Linked DNA regions of Anas platyrhynchos: region 1 is linked to region 2. Evidence: chromatin contacts called from public Hi-C data. All regions are on one chromosome and are shown on one strand. The core of a region is the stretch at or near the end of the contact, and the rest is flanking DNA. Distances in the headings are between cores, read along the strand shown. Region 1 overlaps ZDHHC8 (zDHHC palmitoyltransferase 8). Region 2 holds the start of ZDHHC8 (zDHHC palmitoyltransferase 8).

Region 1 (3,059 bases), core at 269-2,768, 75 kb before region 2:
GAAGAAAAGCAGGGGACACCAGCAGAGCCAGCCCAGGTGTCTGAGCATAATCCCGGACAGCCTGGGGGTCAGGACACCTTTTACTGGTCTGCATCATAGGGCGAGTTGTTTCTGCACTGAGAAGAGCTGCAGGGACTGCTTGGGGTAGCAATTCCTAGCAGGGAGTACGTTATAAGAGGACCTTATCCCTCTGACACACATGCCAGACTCCAGAGAGCCCTGCTAGGGCCGATGCATGGCCTCAGCCAGCGGGGTGCAAAGGCCCGTCCAGCCGCAGGCGAGGTCTGACATCTCTGCTGCCTTCCAGGTGCTCGAGGAGGGAACTCGCCCCGTATCCAGCCAGCCCTGACAGACCTGCCAGCTGCTCGTTGCAATGCTGGGGCTGTCAGAGAGTCTTGTACGAACGAGGGGAAGGAAAATCCTGTGAGGCTGGTAATAGCAGTTACATTTCTTCCATGACTTGGGAGAGCTGTTCAGGAAATCTACAACTAATTAAGACCAGAGGTTCTTGCAGACTTGTCTGGATCATGTATTGCCTTTGAAATCTGGAAACAATACCTGTCCATGGCCTGAACAACATGCTTCAGAGCTGCTATGCAAGTTCTTTTATCTGTACAAGAGCTTGCTGGTGCAGGGAAGGAAGCCAGTCCTAGCCTGAGCTCTTGTTTGAGGATTTCTAGACACATGCAGCAAAATTACTGCAGGTATTGAAAGGTTCCCTACATGGACCAGAAAGATTAAGGACTTGGTATTTTACAGAAGAGATGAACAGAACAAAGAGACAGATGTATCTCTACTGCAAACAGATACCGAAGATAGGGCAGGCAGGGTAAACATTCTCCTACGTCAAGTATGGGAGCAAACATATAATAATAAAACAAAAGCCTCTCCTAGAGTCTCATCTCTAATTTCCCTCTGGAATATCCTCCCAAAGGACTTTTATGGAAACTTGAACTGTGAGCATGGCATTTATGTATTTTATTCTCACGATGCTGAAAAAGAGTATTTACATGGCTGGTATAAGGAGGCCCTAATATATGAAGATTTTAAGGAAAAAAAATAATCACAATTTCTGTAACTAAGAAGATAATAAGAATGAAAGACAACCTTCACATTCTAGCCTAAGAAACTTTGCACCTGGGGAGAACATCCCCCTGTGACTGCCTGCTTTGGGACTTTTTACCCCTTCCCAAGCCCAGCCAGGCCATCAGAGGACTCACCAGTGACTCAGCCTGTTTTGGCAACAGCTTAATCCTGCAATCCACAGACCTCACCACTGGGGCCAAGGTAACAAAGCAGAACAGGACAAGTCATCTCGCTCAGCACCCGGCTATCCCAGCCCCCATGTGCACCACCTCCCCCAGCCCCGCACCATCCTGACCCTAAGCAACGTTTTATACACCTGGTCTTGGCTCTGTGGGACGGATGCCAGCAGGCAGCAGCAGGGCAGAGCTGGGCTTCTCAAAGCCAGTTCCCAGCCCGTTTCTGCTCCAAGCTGGGGCTCTTTTGGGGCACAAGGACACAGCTGAAAAATCCTCGTTCCTTCCAGCAGAGGGTAGCGGGACACACAAGCCAGCAAGCAAATGTGTAGGATTGTACTGAAAGCAAGAGACGTGTGCAGTTCAAAACAAAACCAAGGGTTCAATATCAGTAATAAAAAACAGTGCTCAGCAGCACAGTGGAAATGTTACAAAACTACATGCATTCTTCCACTTGCATTCACCAAATGAAGAAACATCAAACTTTAGCGTGTTCTCATTATGTTCTCCCTTCCCCTGTAACATCACCATCTTCATTTTGCTTCCTAGTTTTGGGAAGGAGACCTTCAGGCAGCAGCAGTGCCTGAACAGGCTTTTTCTGCACCTCTCCATTAGAAATGTCTTCTCTTTCTCTGTATGGAGCTGTTCCCCCTTCCTTGAGTCTCCCAAAAGATCACCAAATAACATTCAGGCTCTATTTTCTCTTTTCTCCTCCTCATCAGCCTGTAGTGGATTAAAAGGCTGAGCAGCAAAATCCGTGCCCTTGTGCAGCAAAAGAGCACGGTTCTGCTGCTGCTGTACGCAGGAGATCCACAGCTGTCCCCACGCACTCTCAACAGAAACCACAAAAAGCCACTAAGGTAGAGGCACAGGCAGAGTCTCCTCAAACCATTAAACAACTGTGACCCCCTGCTTAGATTAAGTGTTTCCCATTTTAGCAGCACAAGCCGAGCCCAAATCCCAAGCCTCCCCTGCCTGCACATCAACAACTGCACCGTCCCTGCTCACCGCCTAACAGCATTAGGGCTGCCTTCTGGTGGCATTCTCCTGCAGGTAAAATCTTATTACAGCACCTACCAAGAACAAAAATGCTTCTGGGGAGCAATAAAACACTAAAATACACGGTGACTGTCATACTAACAGTCTTTTTTATTTAAACGATGAAACATAGCATCATCGTCTTAGGTTTAAATGTCTCTGTCAGCTTGGACAAAATATAAAGGGAATCTTCCAATATTTGGTTTGGTGCACAGGTATTCAATTCAGGTTGACAGAAAACGAAATTACTTTGCTTGGAAAACATCCTGAGAGACAATATAATCTTAATTACGGAGACAGGGAAATGGGATTCAACCTGGTATACAGATCTGTGTCTTGCCATTGGATTCTGAAGTGCAACAATGCGAGGGATCACAGGGGCAGCTGTGGAGGTGAAAATAATGGCAGGGAAACATCTTTGCTTTAGTTTTGCATTATTGGCTCTGCCCCAACACCCACCGCTTTCCAAAGAGAGAGGAGTAGCTTGCTCACACACTGAAGTGGTCATTGGGTAGCTGCTCTGCCATTTTCCATACTAATGTCTCAGCTTTCACTCACAGCCTGTGGTTTTGTGATTTTTGGGGGATGTTGATTTGAAAGAACCGCAAAGTTATCAGAAAAGGTGTAATTGTGCTGCGAACCTGATGCACTAAAAATCTCCCAACTCTCTTGCCATAATTCAGTAACATAAGCCAGGATTACAACTACCTGATATGCGTTAACAAAGCTTAATACACTCCCGAGTCAAAATGGGGCAATTAG
Region 2 (3,075 bases), core at 532-3,031:
AACCGCAGCATGCATCCATTTCTCAAGGTGCAGGAAAAGAAAAGCACTGGCATCGAGACCCCTTTTTTGGATTCTGAAACCATGCAAAACAACAACCCAAACACCACGCCAGTGAGAGCCAAGTTCAGCACAGAAGCCAACTTCTGCCTTCTGTTTGCCTGCGAGGACCCAGCTATAATTAGATGCCCAAACGATGAATGATGGGTTTATACTTGTACCAGCTCTTTGTGCTGAAACAGTGCAATATCCTGAAAGGATTTACCCGTATCTTCCCATCAAATGCATTAAAAACAAGCAATCAGAAGTCAAGTCACATTAAGCCAAGAGCATAACTCGGTGCCAAAAACTGTTCTGATTTTAAAGATCTGTTAGACAACACAACATTTGCATTTTATTCTGGAATCCTACATTAAGACTGCCACAGCAGTAACGAGCAGTTGGACGCGCTGAGAGCCGTCCTGCGGTGACACTCCGAAGGGTACCGAGGTGGACACGTACTGCCCCAGTTACACAGCCTTCTGCTCCTGGGGCTTCATTCAGCTCAATTAAAAATTAGCAATGGCAAAACACGGCGCACGGTTTCAAAATAAGCAAGCCAGTCGGTCTTAATATCCGCACAGCAATCTTTTCACCTCCCCGAAAAGCAGCTTAGCCAAAGCTCCCTTCAGAGCGGTTTTGCAGCATCGCTCCCTCGAAATAGCAGCAATGCCTTTGCAGGGCAGCCGCTGCCATCCCGGCGAAGGAGGGGTTAAGGCTCTTCATAACTCAAGTTTATGTAAAGGGAGAGGACCCGGCGAGGCAAAGCAGCACGCCGCTCACATATTAATACACCGACAGGGGCTGTGAAGCCAGAGCCCCGCTCTGCATCTGAGGGAGGTGGGAGCGGGAGCAGAGGAAACGAAGGGAGGGGGAAGGGTGGGGAAAAAAGTTTCCCCTTCCCTCCCTGCGGCAAATCCAAACCTGCCCGTGGGCTCCTGGGGCTCCGGGGGGGGCCATTACATAAAAAACGCCCCGAGCCGGGCAGCACCGAGCGCCTGGGACGGGATCGCTGCCGCTGCCAAGCGCTGCGCCGGGCAGAGCCGCGGTGCGCAGCCGGGGGCTGCCTCCCTCCTGCCGGCCTCCCTGCCTCCTCCCCGGCCTCCTGCCCGGCCTCCCGGCCCCTCTCGGCAGCAGGGCAGCCGGCAGCCGGCACCCCCCGCCGCAGCCTGACGGCTCCCGTGCGCGAAATGGTGGCTCCGGCTGTCAGCGAGCGGCAGCCCCTGCAGAGCCGCGCCGGGCCGAGCCGGGCCTGGAGGAGCCGAGCCCGGCCTCCCCCCTCTCCCACCGCTTCGCCCCGCGGCGTTACTTACGTGAAAACAAAAAATAAAGTAGTCGAACCCACTAGCAAGGCGGCCGCTGTGGAGACGGGGATGTATTTCGTCGGTTTAAACCTCTTGCCGGTGCTGCTGGGCATCCTGTGGCTTACACATCACTGTGCGGAGCCGAGCCGGGAGCGGGGGGCCGGGAGGGCGCGGGCAGCCTCCGGCACGGGCGGGGAGGGGGAACCGGCAGGGGGAACCGGGCCGGCTGACCTCCAGCACAGGAAATCCCACCCCCGCCGCCCGGCCCCTCGGCTGATGTCAAGCAGCCCCTTAAGGTAGCGCTGCGGGCGGCTCGGCTCGGCTCGGCCCCTCCCGAGGCACCCGGCCGCCGCGCCGAGGGGAAGCGCTGGGTTTTTCGGGGAGGGGAAGGAAAGGAGAGGAAAGGAGGAGGGAGAAGGGGCCGGCCGAGCGCCGCCGTGCTCTTTGTGGGAGGGTGGAGGAGGAGGGAGCGGCAGCGAGCTCGGGGGAGGGGGCCGGGGGCGCCCCCAGAGGCTGCGGGGCGGCCCCGGGGCTGCTGCTGCGGGCAGCGGGAGCGGCACGGCCCGAGCGGCGCCCTGCTGCCCTCCGCAGCGAGCCCCGGGAGCCAGCAGGCAGAAATAAAGAGGTGATTTAAGGTAAGATCGCCAAGTTCAGCGAGAAGGCTTTCTAGAGAGCGCTGTGCAAAGCGGCTGCTCCGCTCCGCTCGCAGCAGGCAGCTCTGCGCAGGCACCGGGAAAGCCTCGCAGGGGGGCAGGGTGCGAGGCCACTCGGAAATTCACGCATCGAGCCCAGGAGCTGCAGCCTGCCCCAGCGCTCCTGTTTTCCTCCTCAGCCAGGCTCCCTCTGCAGCTGCCAACAGGCCTGTGAAGCACCCACGGCATCAGACAATGACAGCCACCTTCACGGCTTCTGCTGGGGCTGAAAAGTAAACTTACCTTACAAGGTATGCACCCGGCTCCTGTTCTGGAGAGACAGTAACAATCACCATTTAAAGAGACTTGGGTGAGCTCTACAGTCCTCGAGGTATTTGGAACAGAACAAGAAAAATCCAACAAAAAAGCAAGTACAGGCTCTCCGCTTTGCAAGGTTTGCAATAAAATTGTGAGCATCAGCTTTAAATATAAGCAAATCCAGCAAGTTCCAGCCTGAAGGTATATAGTTATGTGAAATCTGCTTTTGCTAGTAACTGCTCTCTCTTCCCCCCTTCCCCCCCCCCCCCAATCCGTATTCTCAGCCCTCTGAGAACAACTTTAAAAGTGCCAGGGTTTATCCAAAAGGGACTAAAGCCAAAAGGCAATTTAAAATGAGCTCCAAACTCAGGTTTTTGAGGTAAAGAAAGGAAAACAACTTGGTTACTTTTGAATGCCTAGGGTACGTTATTTCCTACGCTTCACTCCTCACTGTCATGCCAGGTTATTGAAATAAATGATTCTTAAAATGCTCACAACTAATCAAAAGGTCAGTAACTTCACACAGAATCAGACTCTGCATACTAACCTGAAAGCCTTCAGGTGCAAATCCACTGGCACATTAAGTTGGATCCGAGGTGTACTTTGGAAGCAAATGTCTCGGTCACCCTCATGTACCGTGGTTTGATGCATGTTGCTGAGTGGCCTCAAAGTACAAAGCTACATTCCTTTTGAATAAAACTTAACCAGAAGATGCATTTTAGGAGCACACCTAACACACCCATATAACACGTTAGTTCTAAATGAACTTCCCCAAAAGACCTTGC

Evidence for each region. A called contact is a pair of places that touch in the nucleus more often than the background predicts.
Region 1: a contact with region 2 is called in a Hi-C map of subcutaneous adipose tissue, with 2.9 times the contacts expected there. The contact joins the enhancer-like site here to the promoter of ZDHHC8 in region 2. A contact is called at or near these places in 5 of 8 Hi-C or Micro-C datasets (F1 follicle, liver, skeletal muscle and 1 more).

The regions. Positions count from the first base shown.
Region 1 is chr16:11,201,045-11,204,103 of IASCAAS_PekinDuck_T2T, reverse strand. The region is part of intron 1 of ZDHHC8 (zDHHC palmitoyltransferase 8); the gene reads right to left. Among named protein-coding and RNA genes, the nearest start is that of PGAM5, 53 kb to the left of the region's middle. Within about 2 kb of position 1,518, at least 6 of the 8 cell types and tissues checked have an H3K27ac peak or open chromatin away from gene starts, as enhancers often do. A contact at or near this core is called in F1 follicle and subcutaneous adipose tissue, where this site is marked.
Region 2 is chr16:11,125,854-11,128,928 of IASCAAS_PekinDuck_T2T, reverse strand. ZDHHC8 (zDHHC palmitoyltransferase 8) reads right to left here and starts at 1,781. Exons shown (of 11, transcript XM_027469645.3): 1 at 1,350-1,781. The coding sequence starts at 1,453.